2 separate regions of the Capra hircus genome follow, and region 1 is linked to region 2. The links are chromatin contacts, called in public Hi-C maps. All regions are on one chromosome and are shown on one strand. Each heading gives the region's core, a stretch centred on a gene start, on an enhancer-like site or on the middle of the called end of the contact. The rest is flanking DNA. Distances are from core to core; before and after follow the strand shown.

Evidence for each region. Hi-C and Micro-C count contacts between places; a contact is called where the count stands out from the background.
Region 1: a Hi-C map of blood shows a contact between it and region 2, with 2.6 times the contacts expected there. The contact joins the promoter of STK17B here to the enhancer-like site in region 2. A contact is called at or near these places in 2 of 5 Hi-C or Micro-C datasets (both in blood).

What each region holds. Positions count from the first base shown.
Region 1 is chr2:51,275,362-51,278,774 of ARS1.2, reverse strand. STK17B (serine/threonine-protein kinase 17B) reads right to left here and starts at 1,439. Exons shown (of 8, transcript XM_005676292.3): 1 at 1,178-1,439.
Region 2 is chr2:51,207,746-51,211,166 of ARS1.2, reverse strand. All of the region lies in intron 21 of HECW2 (E3 ubiquitin-protein ligase HECW2), which reads right to left. Among named protein-coding and RNA genes, the nearest start is that of STK17B, 68 kb to the left of the region's middle. Within about 2 kb of position 1,431, at least 3 of the 5 cell types and tissues checked have an H3K27ac peak or open chromatin away from gene starts, as enhancers often do.

The sequences.
Region 1 (3,413 bases), core at 190-2,689, 68 kb before region 2:
TGTGGGCCCAGGCTCAAAATGCCAGGTTATATATGCTGCCACTTGCCCAGCCATCTCAGTAGACCATGCTGTTTCAGGGCACACATTCTCAAACTCTTGAGAATCTATAAGGGCAATCAAGGTATCACACATCACCGCACATCATCAGTACCAGAGATGTAAGCATTACACGCTGGCAAAACAATCAGCGAATGTGACACAGACCTAATATAACTGAAATCTTATCAATATGTGGCTTTAAAATGTTTTCTTTTCCTTAATTTCAATTTGCAGATTGATGTTGGAAGGCCTCTGTCCCATCACAGCCAGAGGAAGAACTAACATCAGCTACTAGCTGCCCACAGTCTCTTTCAGCTTCGTCTCTAAGAGAACTCAAATAAAGCGCTTTCCCTATATAAAACAAAGAGTTGAGTAAATGTCAAAACCGTAGCCGTCACGCAGTTGTATTACATGGCGTCAAAATAAAACCAGATCGCAGGAAATCACGGAAACAACTGCAACTCGACTTCTCTATTCACTGACTTAAAAAAAATCTGTTCATAAGTAGTAACTGAAAATGTCCCACAAGATGAGCAAAAACTTTCTCCCGACGAAAGGCAGCTGTGAGCAGGATGTGTCCATGAGTCCAGATGTGAACACGTCCTGGGCCCCACACCCCAGCTGTGAACTCGGAAGGGACCAGAGTGGGAGTCCCACTCGTGGTCCAAAGGGACCACGTCGACGCGACGTGGAAAGGACGCGAGCGAGCCGGTGGCGAAGGGGTTCCCGCGGAATGAGACCCGGGAAGAGACCGGGCCACACACACACACACACAAGCACACACACACACACACACACACGGACCTGGCTGAGAAAGGTACTGGGAGGTCCAGCCGCCGTCCCGAGCGCCGCACCCAAAGGAACCAGGGAAGCAGGACTCCAGCCGGAATGCGGCAAGGGGTCCGGAGCAGTCGGGCCACCCGGGGACGACGGTGTCTGAGCCCATCTTCCCCAGACCGGAGGTCTAAGCCGACCCCGGATCCGCCCACACTGCTGGCATCCCTCCTCGGGACCCCTCCCACGATCTGGGTCTCCTTTCCACCAGTAAAGGGGGCTGCTTGGGGGTTTGGAGTCGCAGCCCCCAGCCTACCCGCCAAACCCAGCAGGACCGAGGACGCGCGAAGCGGAAGACACTGACCGCTCGGGCCGCAGCAGGTTCTCCCGGGGCTGCCCCCTCCAAGGGGGCTCCAATCCGGCCCCACGCAGGTGGCCACGACAGGACACGTTCTCCAGCTCTAGCCCTTTGAGGTGCCGCGCAGCTCCGAGCGTGGCAGGACCCACTTTTACCCTTCCGGACAACGGCTAACAGTTGTGACCTGACCTCCCCAGTGAGGTGGCTCCCGACTACGGCGGCGAAGACGGTGACGGGAGCGTACAGTTGAGGTTTGAAAACTGCAGCCGCGTTGCGGGGCAGGGCTGTAGACTAGAACCCACCCCCTGGGTCTCGAGAACCAATCCAAGCGCACGCGGAGGGCTGGGCTGTCACGTGACGGGAGGGGCGGAGCGCCGGCCTACAGCGCGTGCTGCGGGGCAGGGCTCAGCGGTGAGGGGGTGCGGCAGGCGCCGGCCTTAGGAGGCTAGGCGGAGCTGCACAGCAGGTGGGGCGCTCCAGCAATTCCGGCGAGCAAAGAGTGAGGTGGGCGGTAGCCTGACCGCGCAACCGGCTGTAACTCCAACCGAGCGCATCCCGGCCTTCAGAGTGGTCAATCCACAAGGACTGAGTATCGGCAAACTAGGGACCGGGAAAAAGCAAAATTAGTCGCTGCTTCGGACTCATTCCCAAACTTCTGTGCCTGTTTTCAGACTGTTCCCAGTCATCTTCCTTATCACCTGAACACACTCGGCCAGTGGAGGCTCCAGTTTGCTATAACTTGGCAAGCATCAACATCGCTTGGGGATTTATGGAACGTGGGCTCCACCTCTCAAGTCCGCTCCAGCGAATTGAGGTCTTCTGAGGCGTGGCTGAAGTCAGTGTAAGGAGAGTCCAAATAAGATGAATGACTGTTTATGCATTTAGGGTGCTAAGGGAAAAGATGAAAGCCCCTCAGCAAGCTACTCAGGATTTGTTATATATTCAAGAGAAAGAAAAATGTGCAAGTCTCGTGGAAGACAAAGTTGAAGGGCATTTTAATAATTGTAGAAGACTATTGGAAAAATAGGGCTAACCTGGTGGCTCAGTGGTAAAGTCTGCCTGTCAATGCAGAAGAGACAGGTTCGATCCCTGATCTGGAAAGATCCTCTGGAAAAGCAAATGGCAACCCAATCCAGTATCCTTGCCTGGGAAATCCCATGGATAGAGGAGCCCCAAAGTCTACAGTCCATTAGCTTGTAAAGAGTCCACAACTTAGTGACTGAGCATCAACAACATTGGGAACATATACCGGGAGGGGAATCATTTTTTAACAGATTTCTCCAAGCAAATTTCCATCAAGCCATCCATTTCCTCTTCCATACTGTATTTTTCCCAAGATAAGTACATAAAATAACTCACAGAACTCTTCTTGTTACTTAACTGACTCATCCCAGTTTAATGTGTCTATTCCCTAAAGCTTGTCACTTGGAGAACATTGCCTTCATCTATATACTTTCTTGTTGCTAACAGTTGGACTGACAAGCCTAAAGTTAAGATGGAGAAAAAATAAAGCTGCATGCTGAAATGGATTTTTCAGCTATCATTATCTAAGAATAAAAAAGCAGTGAGACTGTTGTTTCCATCTTTTCTTTTAGGAACACGGGGCGGTTCCTAGAAGGCTTAGCACTGGGCCAGTAACCTACAGAAATCTCATGCCTGCAGTATGGTGGTGATTTCTGTTTTGTCTATGCTTGTGTGTGTGTGTGTCTGTGTGTTTAATTCTGGACCTCCTCACTGTCGACATTTGATCAATAGCCAGCTCTTAGCAGTCTCCTCACACTCAGTCTATCTTCCCTTCTGTCACTAATCCCATCTTACCACATCCCTTTACACTGCAGACCTTTCCCTCTCCCATCACTGCTTTAAACCAAGCTTCCTTGTGGTCACAAGCCCTCTGCTCTAACCAATCCCTGCTAGGCTGGTAAGTCTTTTCATGTCTTGTTTTTTTCTACCTCTGCCTAGGCTCCAGCTTTTCACCATCCTCCTCACCAGCACCTATTCATAAATTTCCAACTTGAAGAAGTTACACCTTCCAGAAATCACAAATCTTTACTGATTTCTGCTTTCTACTCCCAGCCTGATCATCTCTTTGCCCTCTCTTCCTAGGTGCAGGACTGAAACTTGTTCCTTGTGTTTCTCTTATTCCCCTAAATAGATTGTTAACCCTTGCTTCTTGGGGTCAGATTTGCCGGCTAGCATTTGTGTGCTTAGTTGCTCAGTCGTATCTGACTCTTTGCAACCC
Region 2 (3,421 bases), core at 182-2,681:
AAAAACTTACGGCTCTTGACCTCTCTTCTTGGACACTTTTCTCCACTACTGCAGCTTAATATCACCCTGCCTTGTGGGCAGTCACTTTACTTTGTTGACTCATCACAAGCTAGTCATCAGCTCAAACCTTTCACCTATGTTGCTTTAAACTAGGACTCTCCCACCCTGTCTGCACGTCGCTCTATCTTTTTAAAACCTAAGCACTAGACACTAATATTAATACTTGCCATACTAAATTTCACTTTGTGAGACTGAATTCATGATTCTAGTCTACCTAGATCCCTGTGGACGCAAAACTTCTCTCTAAATTTCCTACTGATGATGAATTACATCAGCCGAGCCCTGTGTCTTTTCAGAAACAGAGAATGCCAATCAAAAGTATCTTAGTGGTCATTTTGTCCATCCGCTCACCTCACTGAGGAGATGACTGGGGCTGAAGGAAATCACTGACTTGTATCAAATGAAAGCTGCAGTGGAGGATCCAGGCCTTGACACAGGTTTCCTGACCCTGCGTGTGATGTTCATTACTCTTTACAGTCCACTCTTCAATATATTTAAAACGTTCATCAGGACTAAACACAACATTGCTTATAGAGGAGAGGTCGGAAAACTGTGACTTGCAGGCCAAGTCTGGTCCAGGCCCTCACTTTGTAAAAAACTTTTATTGGAACACAGCCATGCTCATTTGTTTATGTGTTGTCTGGGGCTGTTATGATGGCAAAGTGAGTAGGTAATGGCAAAATGAGAGGTACAACATGGAATGGCCTGAAAAGCTGAAAATCCTTACTATATGGCTCTTTACGGTAAAAGTTTGCCAACCTCTGTTACAGAAGAAAGTAGGAGGAAAATGTTACTTTATTAAAAACCCTAGCTTACTCTAAATCCTCTTCTTTAGTGAAGATCATTTCAAGAAAAGGTAAAATCACAATAATATCCTAGGGTGTATGAAATCTTCAGGAGTGGTCACAGCTACTAAGCAGGAAGCCATGAGCCCTGGCCTGGAGGCAATGTATCTCGGTCTAGGAGGAAAATGTATCTTCCTCAACTGGTCAGGCTTTTATCTGCTCTTTTTTTTTTTTTTTTTTTTTTAAACTCCAGCAGCACTGATAGAGTTACTCTAAAGTGAAGACATTTTTAAAGTTTGATTTGATTATAATCTGAAATTTAGAACCACATATCTGAGAGCAGGTTGTTGATTACAAATTACATACGTCTACCTAATTCAATAAGACCTGTCCCAGTAAGATACCTTATGCATGTGCTTCCTGTAATGTCTTAGCAACCTCTTCCATATAAATAGTTACTATGACTCATATCACAGGGATCATTTGTTACATTCCTGTTTTGCCAGTTAGGTTGGTTCCATAGCTAAAGACTTGGCACGGAAATACAGAAACTCCGGACAACGGGTGTGTAGCCACACAACAGCTGCATCTGAGGGCATTTTGGAATAAGCACAGATGTCTTTAGGGTGGGTCTTCAGCCCCATGAAATGCTGATAAGGCATTTTAAACACCATCACGTTGCTGGGCTGACACCACCCAAGTTGTTAGTGGCATCCAATATTTCTTAAATAATTTTATTCTCTGGTTCTTTATGTTCAACTAAAAATTACCAAAAACAAAGTATCCCAAAGGAAGCAGACTATAAAATGAAAGAGGACAGTGGCATTGGGAAGTCTGACTGTCATTTCCTACACGTTTTCTGGAAGACAGAAAGGTTTTCTTTCTTACAAGCTGGTTCAGGCACACATGGTCTACACACCTTCTGATTCACTCTCACATTTGTAGCAGCAAGGCATTAGTTCTTGAGCCACTAAAGAAGTGATAGGTGAGCAGGGATTTTGTGAGCAATTAATATGACAAAGTTTTACCTGGAGATACCAAGCCAAAGCCTAGAAATAGAAGCACCTTTCTTCAGCATGGTTTGGGTTAGGTTATCCTGCAAATATCTCCCTTTAGACAAAAACAAGCAACACCTTAGTTTTACTTGAAGCCTTACAAATATTTGAGGAAACATTGGTCAAGGCCAGGACCCAAAACAACTTCTAGATCAGTCAGATGTAAGAGCTGCTGGTTATTTTATAAGTAGGGACTCAAAAAAACCTTTCAGATCTCATTCCCCCCTAGTTTCGTGCATTTGCCTAAGTACAAATACCATAGGAAGAGCTCACCTGTACTTAAATCCCCAAACTAAAACTGTTTGCACACACCCCCTCCCTAGTCCAAGTATGGCTTTGCAAGACGGATGAGTAATGTCATATAGAAGGCATCTTGCATATAATGAACTCATTCTTTCTTAAAGAAAGGTGCCTTTTATAGAGTTGGCCATGGAGGACAAAAAAACAGAGGCAATCACAGTGTAAACATCCTCTTTTGACCCAGGCCATTATTTCCTTACTTGTTTTGGGTACTAAGAAGTGAATGTAAACCTGAAACTAACACACTATTATAAATCAACTCTACTTCAATAAAAAGAAAAAGAAGTGAATGGCCCAGGATGTCCTATGTGAACACAATAGTCTACGTAGCTAACTTCTGACACCAACAAGCTTTAGTTGCTGAAACTTTTAATTCAGAAGAAAATAATACACTGAAGAATATGCAGCACTATGGCTCCCCTCTTAAAGAAGCAATGTCTGGGCAGACAGAAGCCCAAGAGGCAAGCAGACCATGCAATTTCCTGCCACACTCAGTCCAGACGACCCAGTTTCCAAGTCATTCCTCCACTGCTGTTTTCTCCTACTCCCCACTTTGCAAGAGCAGATAACCAACTTAAGCTGGGTGGAAATTTAAATGACTAGAACAAAATCTCCAGCTCTGACCAAATTAAATCACATTGTTTGCTTAGAAATTGACTGTATTTCATAAAAAGCCAAGCATAACATGACATTAATTTAGTGAGATATACTAATCACTTGTCAACTAGCATAACTACATAAAAAGGCTCTAGAATTATTTTTTGCATTTTTAATTGAATACAGGTATCTCTAATATTCTGGGGTTAATTCTACCTCACATGGAATTCGTAGCTGTCCTATACATTTACGACTATGACACTTCTCATCAATTTCTCTTGACTCAGCTCTTCCATTTCAGGAAAAATCTATATATCATGTGTCAACACCTACACAAAGAAACATCTTAGAGCAGAACTGAAGTCTCTGAGTGAATCTGCTAATTCACACTTTTTTGGAGAGTAGGCAGACACATTATTCTGGAAAGATAAATCCTTTCTCTTTATGCCCTCACTAATCTATTGTAAATAAAGACCCTGATCATGACAGGTAGAAAATACTATCAGTGAGATGGTATCAATAGAAATTGCAACATATTATTCCCTCATAGATAACAAAGTTGACTTTAGCAACATAAAATAATACTCTATACATACCAATACCTCTACTAATTTGGACTTTCCA